3 separate regions of the Sus scrofa genome follow, and all the other regions are linked to region 2. A link is a contact called in public Hi-C and HiChIP or PLAC-seq data. All regions are on one chromosome and are shown on one strand. The core of a region is the stretch at or near the end of the contact, and the rest is flanking DNA. Distances in the headings are between cores, read along the strand shown.

Region 1 (3,619 bases), core at 510-3,009, 140 kb after region 2:
AAGAGAAACAACGGTAGCTGAGCTTGCCCTTTTGTAAGTGTTTTTCTCTTCCTCCGTGTTCGGGTTCTTAGGCGTCAGCGTCCTTGGCCTTTCTTCCTGCTCCTCGGTCCCTGTCGAGGGACCAGCAGGATTTCGAAGTGCTCTGTACCTTTTCTAGGCCGCCCTCCCCGGGCAGAGGTGGCTGCACGCTGTCCAGTGCTTGACACCGTGCTTGTGCCGGCAGCTCTGTCCACCGCCGACCAGCTCCTGCCCGGGCGGCCGCCCTGCCTCTGGCAGATCATTGCATCCACCACTGACTTTAAAAAAAGTCTGGACAAAAAAAAAAAAAAAAAAAGGAGTTCCCGTCGTGGCGCAGTGGTTAACGAATCCGACTAGGAACCATGAGGTTGCTGGTTCGGTCCCTGCCCCTTGCTCAGTGGGTTAACGATCCGGCGTTGCCGTGAGCTGTGGTATAGGTTGCAGACGCGACTCGAATCCCGCGTTGCTGTGGCTCTGGCGTAGGCCGGTGGCTACAGCTCCGATTCAACCCCTAGCCTGGGAACCTCCATATGCCGCGGGAGCGGCCCAAGAAATAGCAACAACAACAACAAAAAGACAAAAGACAAAAAAAAAAAAAAAAAAGTCTGAATTTTTAAACAATTTCTAGTTCATGGAAGAGTTGCAAAAACAGCGCAAGGAACCCTCGTGTCCCCACGTCCCCATGTCCCCGTCACCCTGGAGCCACCTCACTCCCCGTGGAGTTGTCCAGCCTCGGGTTAGGACGCCCTCAGCCCTCCGTGGCTCTCGTGACCCTGTCTCTGGGGCCAGGAAAGGCCCCTCCCGTGTTGTTTGTGCGCTGCTTCCTCGGGACCATGGCCTGGACACCCCCACATGGTGCCCCCCAGCGAGGCACTCGGTGGCTGCCAGTCCCCTTTCCAGGGGCGGGGGCTTTGCTGACCCAACTGCGGTGGGGACCGCGGGTGTCTCTCACGCACCCGCATCCCTCTCACACCCTGGCCCCGAATGACTGATGCTCCCGCCCGAATCCGCCGTGGCAACGGCGGCCCAAGGGCGCTCTTCGAATCCGTCGCTCCTAAAACGTCCCGCAGGACAGCGCTGTCTTCTGCGCGATTGTTTAGGTACTGCGTGGACGCTCCGACTTCCGTCTCGCTCAGTGGGTTGTAACCGACTCCATCGCTGTTTTTCTGATGCTCCTGTCACCCCCAGTTTGGCCAGTGGGACCTCCTTCAGGCTGGGTCCTGCGTGCTTTTGCCACGTCCCTGTCATTGAGCCCATGGGCACAGCAACGTGGTCTGAGCCCGTTTCTTGTCCACCCCGGTCCTGGACCCAGCCGGCTGTCTGGAGCCTTGGTTTCTTTGGGGGAGGAATGCTGGTTAGGAACATGGGCCGGATGCTCTGTGCACCCGTGGCTACTAGGGCCTTGCTGCTCCAGGCATCACCCAGACAGAGCTGGGACCGGGGGTGCACCCGTCTGTCCTGAAGCCAGCAGTTCACACCTTCTCCTTCCGGCAAAACCTCTCACTTGTCTGGTTAGGACCTCACCTCTCGGACCGTCAGAAACCTGCCTCTCCTCATCCTCGATGTTTTCACTCATTTCTCCGTCCCTCCACGTACCAGTCTGCTGACGCTGCCAGGCTGCCCACAGCCCGGACCCCTCCCCTCGTGGCCCTGGCCCCACGAGCCCACCCGCCCACCCCTCCTCCTGCAGGCGTGGCTGCTGCCAGACTGCCCATTTCCTTTTTTGCTCGCTTGGCGCTCTCTCTCGCTCTCTGTTTTGGTTTTGGTTTTGGTTTTTTTGTTTTCTTTTTAGGGCCGCATATGCAGCATATGGAGGTTCCTAGGCTAGGGGTCAAATCAGAGCTGCAGCTGCCGGCCTACACCACAGCCACAGCAATGCGGGATCTGAGCCCCGTCTGCGACCTACACCACAGCTCACGGCAACACCGGATCCTTAACCCACTGAGCCAGGCCAAGGATCAAACCCGCGTCATCACAGATATTAGTCGGATTCTTAACCCACTGAGCCATAAGGGGAACTTCCCATTTCCTGTTTAACGTGCATTTACATGCAAGAGAATGCACGTCACGTGGTCCCCGTGCATCTCCTCCGCCAGCAGCCCTGCGCAGAGCGGAGCCTGTTACCCTGTGGGCCCAGCTTCTCCACTCACACAAGCTTTCTGGCCCCTGGCCGACACTTTCCCCTCCACCCCTGTGGGCTCCCCAGTCCATTTGCTTCACTGCTGGGCAGGGCAGGGTCTCCGCCTGACCTCCCTTCCGAATCGTCCCCCCCGCCCCATTGGGCGCGGTGGCCTCTCTTTTCTCTGGGTCCAGCCATCAGCTTCAGCTCCCAGCTCAGAGGGCCCCTGCCGGGCAGAAAAGGGCCTTCTGCCCCTGCTCCCTTAGGAACAGGGCATCCCCAACAGCAGAGAAGCCACCCCTCCAGGCCTGCTGGTGTCCGCAGAGCTGCCCCTGCCAGCCCTCCCTCGGCCATGCCCACCGGAAGCCTGCCCTTGAAACAGATCCCAGCGGGGACTTGCTGCTCAAGGGCACCCCAGTCCGCAGCGACGTCGGCGGGGACCCCCAAGTGTGGGCTGAGCAGGGCAGGCCGCGCTGCTGGCGCCCACTGTCCCCAAGGGGCGCCTGGTACTGTTCCCACTGGAGGGCTGCTGGCAAGGCACCTGTGCTGGGGGCTCGGTCATCAGCCAAACAGAAGAAAACCGCCTTGGGAGCCGCTGTCCCGGCGGAAACGAGAGGCTGATGGAAGCAGAGCATGAAGCGTGTGGCGGCCGTCAGGGCGGTCACCGCGTCCCAGGGCCAGGGCTTCCATGTCACCGGGAGGCAGCCCGGGCCCAGCAGGACAGTAGGGACAGAGCCGGGGGGGGGTGCAGGTACTGGATCCCGGGGTGAACGCGGTGGGGAGGGTGTGCCCCAGCCGCCAAGCCCTTTGCCGACTGAAGCAGAAGCGCCTCCTGTTTGCAAGGAGCACCATGTGGCACCTCGAGACCCAGGAGAGACAGCTGCAGGACGTTTGGAAGTCAGTGCGAGAGGAGGCCGCGGCCACTGGGAGGTGCCTCCGGGAGCGGACGGCCAAGCAGCTGCGCCAGGAGACAGAGGCCGCGGGGAAGGCAGAGAGGAACCAGCTGCTGCGGATCCGGTGGGTGCCAGCCCCGCCGTCCCCCAGCCTCGCCACGTCCTCCCCTTGCCCGCCTGCTCCCCAGCTAAACCCGCTCTCACTGACCTTACTCCCCTGCCCCGGCCGCTCCCTTGGGGCCCGGCCGCGCCCTCGGGGCCGTCCCCACCTGCCGTGGCCTGGGGCAGCCCTCCCGAGCACCGACGCTGAGGGTGCTCTCCCTGCTTCGCTCCCACCGCCCCGCGTCCCAGCAGGAAATCCATGCACCTGCAGAGGGAGCTCGGGCTGAGGCACCAGAAGCTGGTGGCGGACGCCCAGCAGAACCACCGCGTGGCCATGAAGTTCCTCAAGGCCTCCCTGGGAAGGTGCGTCGACTCTCTCTCCTCCTGCCATCTGTGGGGGGCAGACCCGCCAGAGTGGGTCACTTGCCTTGTATGGAAACCCTCTGGTATTTATCGCCGTGTCGTCCACCAAGGCCAGACGGGCGTC
Region 2 (3,828 bases), core at 432-2,931:
TCAGAACAAACTCAGAGCCCCCCGCTGGGAGAAAGGGGAGCTCCCGAGGCCATTTGTGGCCCCTTCCTGGGCGCAGCAGGATCTCTGCCCACTGCAGGCGATGTCAGCAGGTCCCACGCTCACTGGTCTTAAGTGACCGTGTAGCCCTCATGGCGGGTCTGTGACCGGATGGCCTCACCAGGCTGCACACCTGCGAGGCCCACGGCGGCTCTGGCTCTGCTCCCTGGTCCATGTGTCAGTCTCTGCAGGCAGGTCCTCTGGGTCCCCACTGGGGGATGGTTGCCACACATCTCCACGCTCCACAGATGCTGCTCTGCAGCTGGGACCCCACTCAGGGCCGGAGGGTCCAGTGACCTTGGGTGGCCAGGGGCCCAGGGTCTAGGGGCCCTGACCCCAAGGAGACCGAGGGAGAGCCCAGGCAGCAGAGGGTCACAGCCGGGCAGCAGTTTCTCTCTTGTCACTTTTCTCACCATGATCTGCCCGGAGCCGCCAGCCGCACGGGGGCCACGTGGTGCAGGGAGATGGACCGGCAGGTGGGGGGAGCCCTGCTCACACTCTGTCCATCCCCGCACCACATGCGATGGCCCAGGGACTTAAAAAACCCACATGATTTAGCTCTTTCTAGAAAATCTTGGGTTGGGCTTTTCCCCTAAGAAAGAGGGTGACTGGGTGCTCTTTGCAGGTGATCAGAGTGAGAGGTGAGCTGGGCCAGGAGGGTGCAGCCCGTGGGCGTATTCTGACTGTTTAACTGTAAGGCTAGGGCCCTTCATACATACATCTTTCTAAAATTTCTAATTCTGAGCATTGTTCCTCATAAAAATATTTTCCAAAAATCTGATACATAACACAAGACATCAGGTAGGCACTGCTTAGTGTTTTCAGAAATATATTTTGTGCAGATTTAGTTTCCAATTTTCTTTTTTTCTCTTTTGGTCTCCGGGGCTTTGGCGAGCAGTGTTTTAGAGCCTCCAGACTCCAAGTTTCCTCCTGAGTCTAAGGCTCTGGTGGGGACCAGCAGTGCCCACGTGGGTGAGCTGGGCGTTAGACCACAGCGGCTCCTGCCAGGATCGGCGGGAAAACATGTGTTCAGTGTTAACAACAGGAACTTACCGGCATTTAGAAAATGTTCTGGATGTGTAAAAACTCTTCGCGGCAGCGCGTCCCTGCAGGCACTTCGCTCCCGTCCCCAGCCCACACCGCTGGGCCGGTGCCACCCGCGGAAAAAAGGCATCAAAGGGAAGCCTCGTCAGCATCGGGACACTTTATTCCTCAGGACATTACAGGCTACCTCTCCCGGCGGAGCAGGTCCGTTCTGGTTCTGCGGAAAGTGTGCACCTTCGAAATCGGGGGACAGTTTCTCCCTGGACACGGTCACCGCGGGGTCTCCGCGGCGCAGGCACGAGAAGCAAATTCCTCCAGCGCGCGGCGGCCGCGCAGCCGGACGAGAGGGCGACCGGCTCGGGCCCAGCCTGGCATGCATGCGCTGTGGTCACGGGCAGAGTCAGGGGCGCCGGCGGCGGTGCCCCGGGGCCCAGGGCCGCCTCACACGGACTCCTCAGTGGACAGCAGCAGCGGGTTGATGTACTCAAACCCTTCGAACTCTGACTGGTCGATCCTCTTGATGACGTCCCTGCAGGCGCGGAGAGCGCAGGCGCGCTGGGACCCTGCGCCCCGGGGGGAGGGGCCCACCTCCGGCCCCCACACGAGACTCCGCCTCCCGGCAGCTCAGGATCCGCAGCCCCGCCCCAGACCCCATGGGAGGCTCCGCCCCCGCCCCCGCAGCTCATCCCCACCCCCGCCTTCATGGGAGGCTCCGCCCCCGCCCCGCCCCGCAGCTCAGGACCCCATCCCCAACTCCTCCCCCCCAACCCCGCGAGAGACTCCACCCCCACAGCTCAGGATCCCCCCCCCCCAGATCCCGCAGGAGCCCCGCCGACGCCGTGCCCTCTGCGGCTCAGGGTCGGTCCCCGCGGCTCCGGACCACCCCCCGGGCGGGTCTTACTCGTCATCCGGGGTCAGCTGCACCGGCTCGCTGGTGAACTGCGTGTCGAAGTTGTCCAGGCCGTAGTCGTCGGTGATCTGCGGCTGGAAGGGCGGGAGGGCCTGCTTCTTCCCCAGCTGGAAGGACAGCGGCCAGTCAGACCAGCGGCGCCCAGCTCTATTTTGGGCACAATACCCTTTTTCTCATGGCTTTTGACAGCGACTCTGAGGCATAATGAAGTTCCTGGCCCAGAAGTTGAATCAGAGCTGCCCCTGAGGCCAGCACCACAGGCACCGCACCACCAGATCCAAGCCGCATCGCGACCTGTAGCAACGCCAGATCCTTCACCTGCTGAGGAAGCCAGAACCCACATCCCACAGACGGACACTGTCTGCTTCTTAACCCCCTGAGCCACTGCAGGAACTCCACATAGGCCTCATGTTTGATGCCAATTGTTTTTTCTTAAAGTCAAAGAGAAATTTTTCTCAAGTCAGAAAAAGCCTCCTTGTGCTGAAAGGTGCCGGCAGCAGGCCCCACGGTCCCTGGATGGGGCCGTGGCAGGAAGCCCTGGTCATCAGGGCCTGTGCCCCCAGCAGCCTCTCCACTTAAACCATAGGAGGTGGGAGTGTTTTCCTTTCTTAATCTTGGAACCCTCAGAAAGGAGCCGGGATGAGGCAGGGATGTCCCTCTGCCCACCCTGGTGCTTCAGGAGGGACCCTTCCTCCCGGCCAAGCCATCAGCAGTCATTTCTGCCCACACGTTTCTCTTCCCAAAGGAATGCAAACCCCCAAAACGCTCTGTCCGCAGGAGACGGGGCTTCTCAGGATCTAGACTCTGGCTGCCCAGCAGCCACTCAGGAGGCTGAGATGCGGTGCTGCCTTGCAGAGGGCGGGGTGGCTGCTGGGGCAGAGCCGCTCAGTGCCATGCCGCCCACAAGGAAGCACCACACCCTCTCTCCCGACCCCACCTGGCATGTGCTGTGCTCCCAAGAACTCAGATAGAGCCATAAGTGACAGACATGGTCCATGCCTTGTGCGGCCGTCCTGTCAGATCTGTTCCCACCAACAGCAGCCACTGTGAGGCTGGGAGCAAGACAAAACACCAGAGCCAGCTCCCCGGACCCCCAGACCCCTCAGCTCTCAGGGCTCGGAGCAGCTCGATGCAGGAGACGCGACCCAGGCCTCTTGGGGCTGGCTGCCGCCTTCCCCCGGAAGGTCTGAGTGAGCTCAGAGCCTGGAACCCAAGTGGGACCTCCCTGTGTCTCCATCCAAGACAGAACTGTCCCAGATCCAACAACACATAAAAAAGATCACACACCACAGCCAAGTGGGATTCATCCCAAGTTCACAAGGATGGTTCAACACACGCAAGTCAATCAACGTCATGCACCACATTAACAAAAGGCAAAAACCACATGCTCATCTCAATAGATGCAGAAAATGCATCTGACAAAATCCAACATCCATTCGTGATTAAATACCGTTACCAAAGTGGGTATAAAGGGAACATGACATAATAAAAGCCACGTATCACAAACCGACAGCCAAGACAACACTCAATGGAGAAAGGCTGAGCAGCTCCTTCCCGCTCAAACCTGGAACAAGACAAGGATACCCACTCTCATCACTTTTACTCAACATGGTACTGGAAGGCCCAGCCACAGCAATCAGACAAGAAAAAGAAAGCTATCCACATGGGAAGAGAAGACGTAAAATCGTCACTGTATGCAGACGACATGATGTAGAAAACTCCAAGACTCCACATAAAACTACTCAAACTCAGGAGTTCCCACTGTGGCTCAGCAGTAACAAACCCGACTAGTCTCCATGAAGACATGGGTACAATCC
Region 3 (3,427 bases), core at 688-3,187, 140 kb before region 2:
CAAAATCCCCCAAAAGCACGCTGGCCGGCTCCAGACCACCCAGCAAACAAGCTGCAGGTGAACCGCGGCCCCGGCCTCGGCTGAGCTCCCGACGGCAATGACATGAAGGAGGTGAACTTTGGAGTCTCCGGCCCGTCTGGGGCCGCCTCAGCACACGGCTGTGAGATGCAGGCGACAGGTCCTCAGCCCCCACCCAAGACCTCCCGGGGGGAGGCTCAGCCAGGCCCTTAGAGCCGCCTCGGGAGCAAGCCAGCCTCTGCCGCACACGTCAGCCCCGTTCCCAGATCAGGGCCTGCCGTCCCTCCCTCTGCTGCTTAGAGGCCGCCTCTTCAGAGAAACACCCTCTGTGCCCAGCCCCTTAGCTCATGTCACCCTGTTTTCTTTTGTGGGACAATCATCTGCGACTGCTCTCCACTTCATTTCTCTGCTCCCTCCCGCTAGGAGGCAAGCTCCTCCAGGGGGAGTCCTGGCCGGTCCACTGCTGGGCCCTATGGCCTACAAGGGCCGGCCACTTAGCCAGTGGGGTGGGGAAGTGCTGCCGGACCTAAAGGCTTCAGGCTCGGCCACGAGGAACAGAGGAAAAAGCAAGATCAACAAATCATCCCAGGAGTTCCCGCTGTGGCTCAGCAGAAACAAACCCGCCTAGGATCCTTGAGGCTGCAGGTTTGATCCCTGGCCTCGCTCAGTGAGTTAAGGATCCGGTGTTGCTGTGGCTGGGGCAAAGGCTGGCAGCTGCAGCTCCACTTCGACCCCTAGCCTGGGAACCTCCCTATGTCACAGGTTAAAACAAACCCAAAATCCACCCCAACAGAGGCCATGAGGATCACATCTGAAGTTGTAGCCAAACCCTCCTGGGCCTATAGGTCCAGAGCCATCATTGCACCTGTTTGTGGAGTGGTTCTCCCTGCTCAGACAGCACGTAGGGCAGAGGAGCAGGCCTGCCTGGCGCCCAGGTCAGCCACCGCTTGGCTCCCACAAGCTTGCAGTTCACTGCAGCGCCCCTTCCCTCATTCCTCCTGGGTTCCCAGCAGAGTAATTTCCCACACTTTCAACCTCTGATGTCGTTCCCTGTACTACTCGGCGAGGCCCCGCGGCCGGCTCCTCCCTCCCCTGCGCGTAACCACTTTCCAGTCTCCACCTGGCCCTGATCACACGGCACCTACACTCACCAGGACCTGGGAGCCCTCACACACCTACTGGCGTCCACCTTACACATCTTGCGAAGTGGGAGACCAACCCGGCCGAGAGGAGGCGCCCTGGGACACTCCCAGCCCCAGGTGCCCAGGGCAGGTTTCCGGAGGGCAGCTCTGGGCAGGCACGCGGGGCGCCGTCGGCCGGGTCAGCCCGAGCGCTTGGGATCCTCGATTCAGAATCGCCAGGACCTCGAGCGACCCAACTCCACCGCGACGCTTCCACCCAAACCCTGCAGGCCAGCCTGGATCGGCCAGGACACCGAGGCCCCACGGCCCGGGGCGGCCGGCGGAACCCTCTCGGGACACGCCAGCGGGGGCGGGGGTCTGGTCACCGCGGGGACCCCGGGCCCGCCCCTGCCCTGCGCTCGGCCGCCAGCACCCCGGCCCGCGCCCTGCCCGTCCCGCCCGCCGGCACCTCGCGGTCCGCTGCGGCCGAGCGCGGTCTCCCGAGGGCCGCGGGAAGGAGGACGCGGGTGGCGGCCGCGCCGGCGCTTCTCTCGGTCCTAGAACGAGCAGCCGAGCACTTCCGCTCCGTCCTGTGCGGCGCCGCCTCCCGGCCCTCCAAGATGGCTGCCGGGGCGGGGCCGAGAGCCTCCAACCATTTCCGCTTCCGGTGCGGGGGGCCCAGGCCGTTGGCGGGGCGGTCGCGTCGGCGGAAGGGACGTAACCTGCGGAAATTCGCCGTCCCGCGCAACCGCAGTCGCGTCCTCTGGCTCCCGGCCCAGAGAGTTCCGCTCCAGAGATTGGTAACGCCCAGAAACTGAAACCAGGCCACGCCCCCCGCGACCAACGAGCCAATGGAGGAGGGCTGTGAGGTTGCTAAGGGAAACCTCTAGCGGCAAGATGGCTTCTGCCAGGGAGGGGAGCACGAACTCCCGCCTGACAGACCGCGACCCGCCAGGGCGGCCACCGCAGGACGGTAACCGCTGACGCATCCTACCAGGCCTCGGTCGTGGTGGGAGGGAGGCGGGCAGGTCTGGGAGCTCGCTGAGCGCCCCTGGCCCCTCACGTTCACTTTGGGAAGTCCGAGTCCTGAGCCGGGGCCAGAACCTGAGGCCCCGAGCCCCCCGACCTGCTCCTTCCCCGCGCCCAGCCCTCACGCCCGGGAAGACGGTCCCAGTGCCCGCTGGGTGGGCGGGGGCCCGGGCCCAGAGTAGCAGAACCGGCCGGGTCCTGGAGACCTAGCCAGGAGCAACCCTAGTCGGCCCTAGGTGTCCGGGCCGGCGCAGGACCGCACCTCCTGACGTCCCCAACGCGCAGTTGAGAAGGGCCGCACCCGTAGTATATGGAGGTTCCCAGGCTAGGGGGTCTAATATGAGCTACAGCTGCCGGCCTACACCACAGCCACAGCAACGCCGGATCCTTAACCCACTGAGCGAGACCAGGGATCGAACCCACAACCTCGTGGTTCCTAGTGGATTCATTTCCACTCCGCCAGGATGGGACCTCCCAGAAGGACATTTGATAGGAGTTGTTCATAGCATCAAAGAAGTGGGAACAGAGCGATCCCAGTCCATACCACTAACTTCAGGTAGAACTCAACCCTCGCTTACAGCAGATGCCAAAAGACACCGAGTCTGGCAACCCCAAGCTTCCCTAGAGCCGCCCCCGCCAAATCTGGTTTTGAAACAGGAGGGATGGTGGGGAGAGGGCCCTTCCCCCTCCAGGAACTACTGGAGTTGGGCGTGGGGGATGATGTGCCCAGCAGCTGAGTGGCAAGAAATGAAGTGGGGCAGGCCCTTCCCAGGTGCAGGTGTAGATTTTTGTCTGGAGAATGTGGTGCAGTGAGGTCCCCGCAGAGAGATGGGGGGCTCTTTCCACCCCTACCCACCCCCACCTTCACCCAGCTACTTTGGCTCAGCTGAAACGTCCCCTCTCCAGGAAAGCTCTCCGCCAGGCCTCCCGAGGACCCTGCACTCGCTCGCCCCAGCCCCCTCCCCCACCTCTGCACACCTAGTAGTTGCTCAGGTCTTTGCTGCAGTTCCAGTCCTGACCCAAACTGAGCCTGTGGGGAGAGTTCGCCGGAGGTGATGCCACGGACACCTGGAGAAGCCCCCAGCCCATCCCCACCTCACTGTTTGCTGATCATCAGCCGGGTCACCTGTGCCACGTGCTCACCTGTGTGTCTTCCTTTCAATATTCAGGTTACGGAGTCTACGTTTACCCGAATTCCTTCTTTCGATACGAAGGAGAATGGAAAGGAGGCAAGAAACACGGTAAGGATGGCCGGAGGC

What was found. A called contact is a pair of places that touch in the nucleus more often than the background predicts. HiChIP or PLAC-seq counts read pairs in DNA pulled down with a chosen protein or histone mark.
Region 1: a contact with region 2 is called in an H3K27ac HiChIP or PLAC-seq map of alveolar macrophages, with 2.4 times the contacts expected there. The contact joins two enhancer-like sites. A contact is called at or near these places in 1 of 5 promoter capture datasets (liver), 2 of 47 Hi-C or Micro-C datasets (embryonic fibroblasts and retroperitoneal adipose tissue) and 1 of 2 datasets of contacts at active chromatin or transcription factors (alveolar macrophages).
Region 3: a contact with region 2 is called in a Hi-C map of subcutaneous adipose tissue, with 5 times the contacts expected there. The contact joins the promoter of LOC100624218 here to the enhancer-like site in region 2. A contact is called at or near these places in 5 of 5 promoter capture datasets (fetal liver, fetal skeletal muscle, liver and 1 more), 32 of 47 Hi-C or Micro-C datasets (adipose tissue, alveolar macrophages, blood and 15 more) and 2 of 2 datasets of contacts at active chromatin or transcription factors (alveolar macrophages and skeletal muscle).

The regions. Positions count from the first base shown.
Region 1 is chr6:64,019,146-64,022,764 of Sscrofa11.1, reverse strand. It overlaps CFAP74 (cilia- and flagella-associated protein 74), which reads left to right. Exons shown (of 40, transcript XR_002344845.1): 8 at 2,981-3,154; 9 at 3,382-3,495. Among named protein-coding and RNA genes, the nearest start is that of CFAP74, 18 kb to the left of the region's middle. Within about 2 kb of position 1,759, at least 5 of the 83 cell types and tissues checked have an H3K27ac peak or open chromatin away from gene starts, as enhancers often do. A contact at or near this core is called in alveolar macrophages and retroperitoneal adipose tissue, where this site is marked.
Region 2 is chr6:64,156,229-64,160,056 of Sscrofa11.1, reverse strand. PRKCZ (protein kinase C zeta) reads right to left here. Exons shown (of 18, transcript NM_001204374.1): 17 at 2,003-2,118; 18 at 870-1,630. The coding sequence ends at 1,543. Among named protein-coding and RNA genes, the nearest start is that of FAAP20, 12 kb to the left of the region's middle. Within about 2 kb of position 1,681, at least 51 of the 83 cell types and tissues checked have an H3K27ac peak or open chromatin away from gene starts, as enhancers often do. A contact at or near this core is called in adipose tissue, alveolar macrophages, fetal liver and 6 more, where this site is marked.
Region 3 is chr6:64,299,490-64,302,916 of Sscrofa11.1, reverse strand. It overlaps LOC100624218 (MORN repeat-containing protein 1), which reads left to right and starts at 1,937. Exons shown (of 12, transcript XM_013988730.2): 1 at 1,937-2,112; 2 at 3,338-3,409. The coding sequence starts at 2,037. RER1 (protein RER1) reads right to left here and starts at 1,778. Exons shown (of 7, transcript XM_005655986.3): 1 at 1,609-1,778.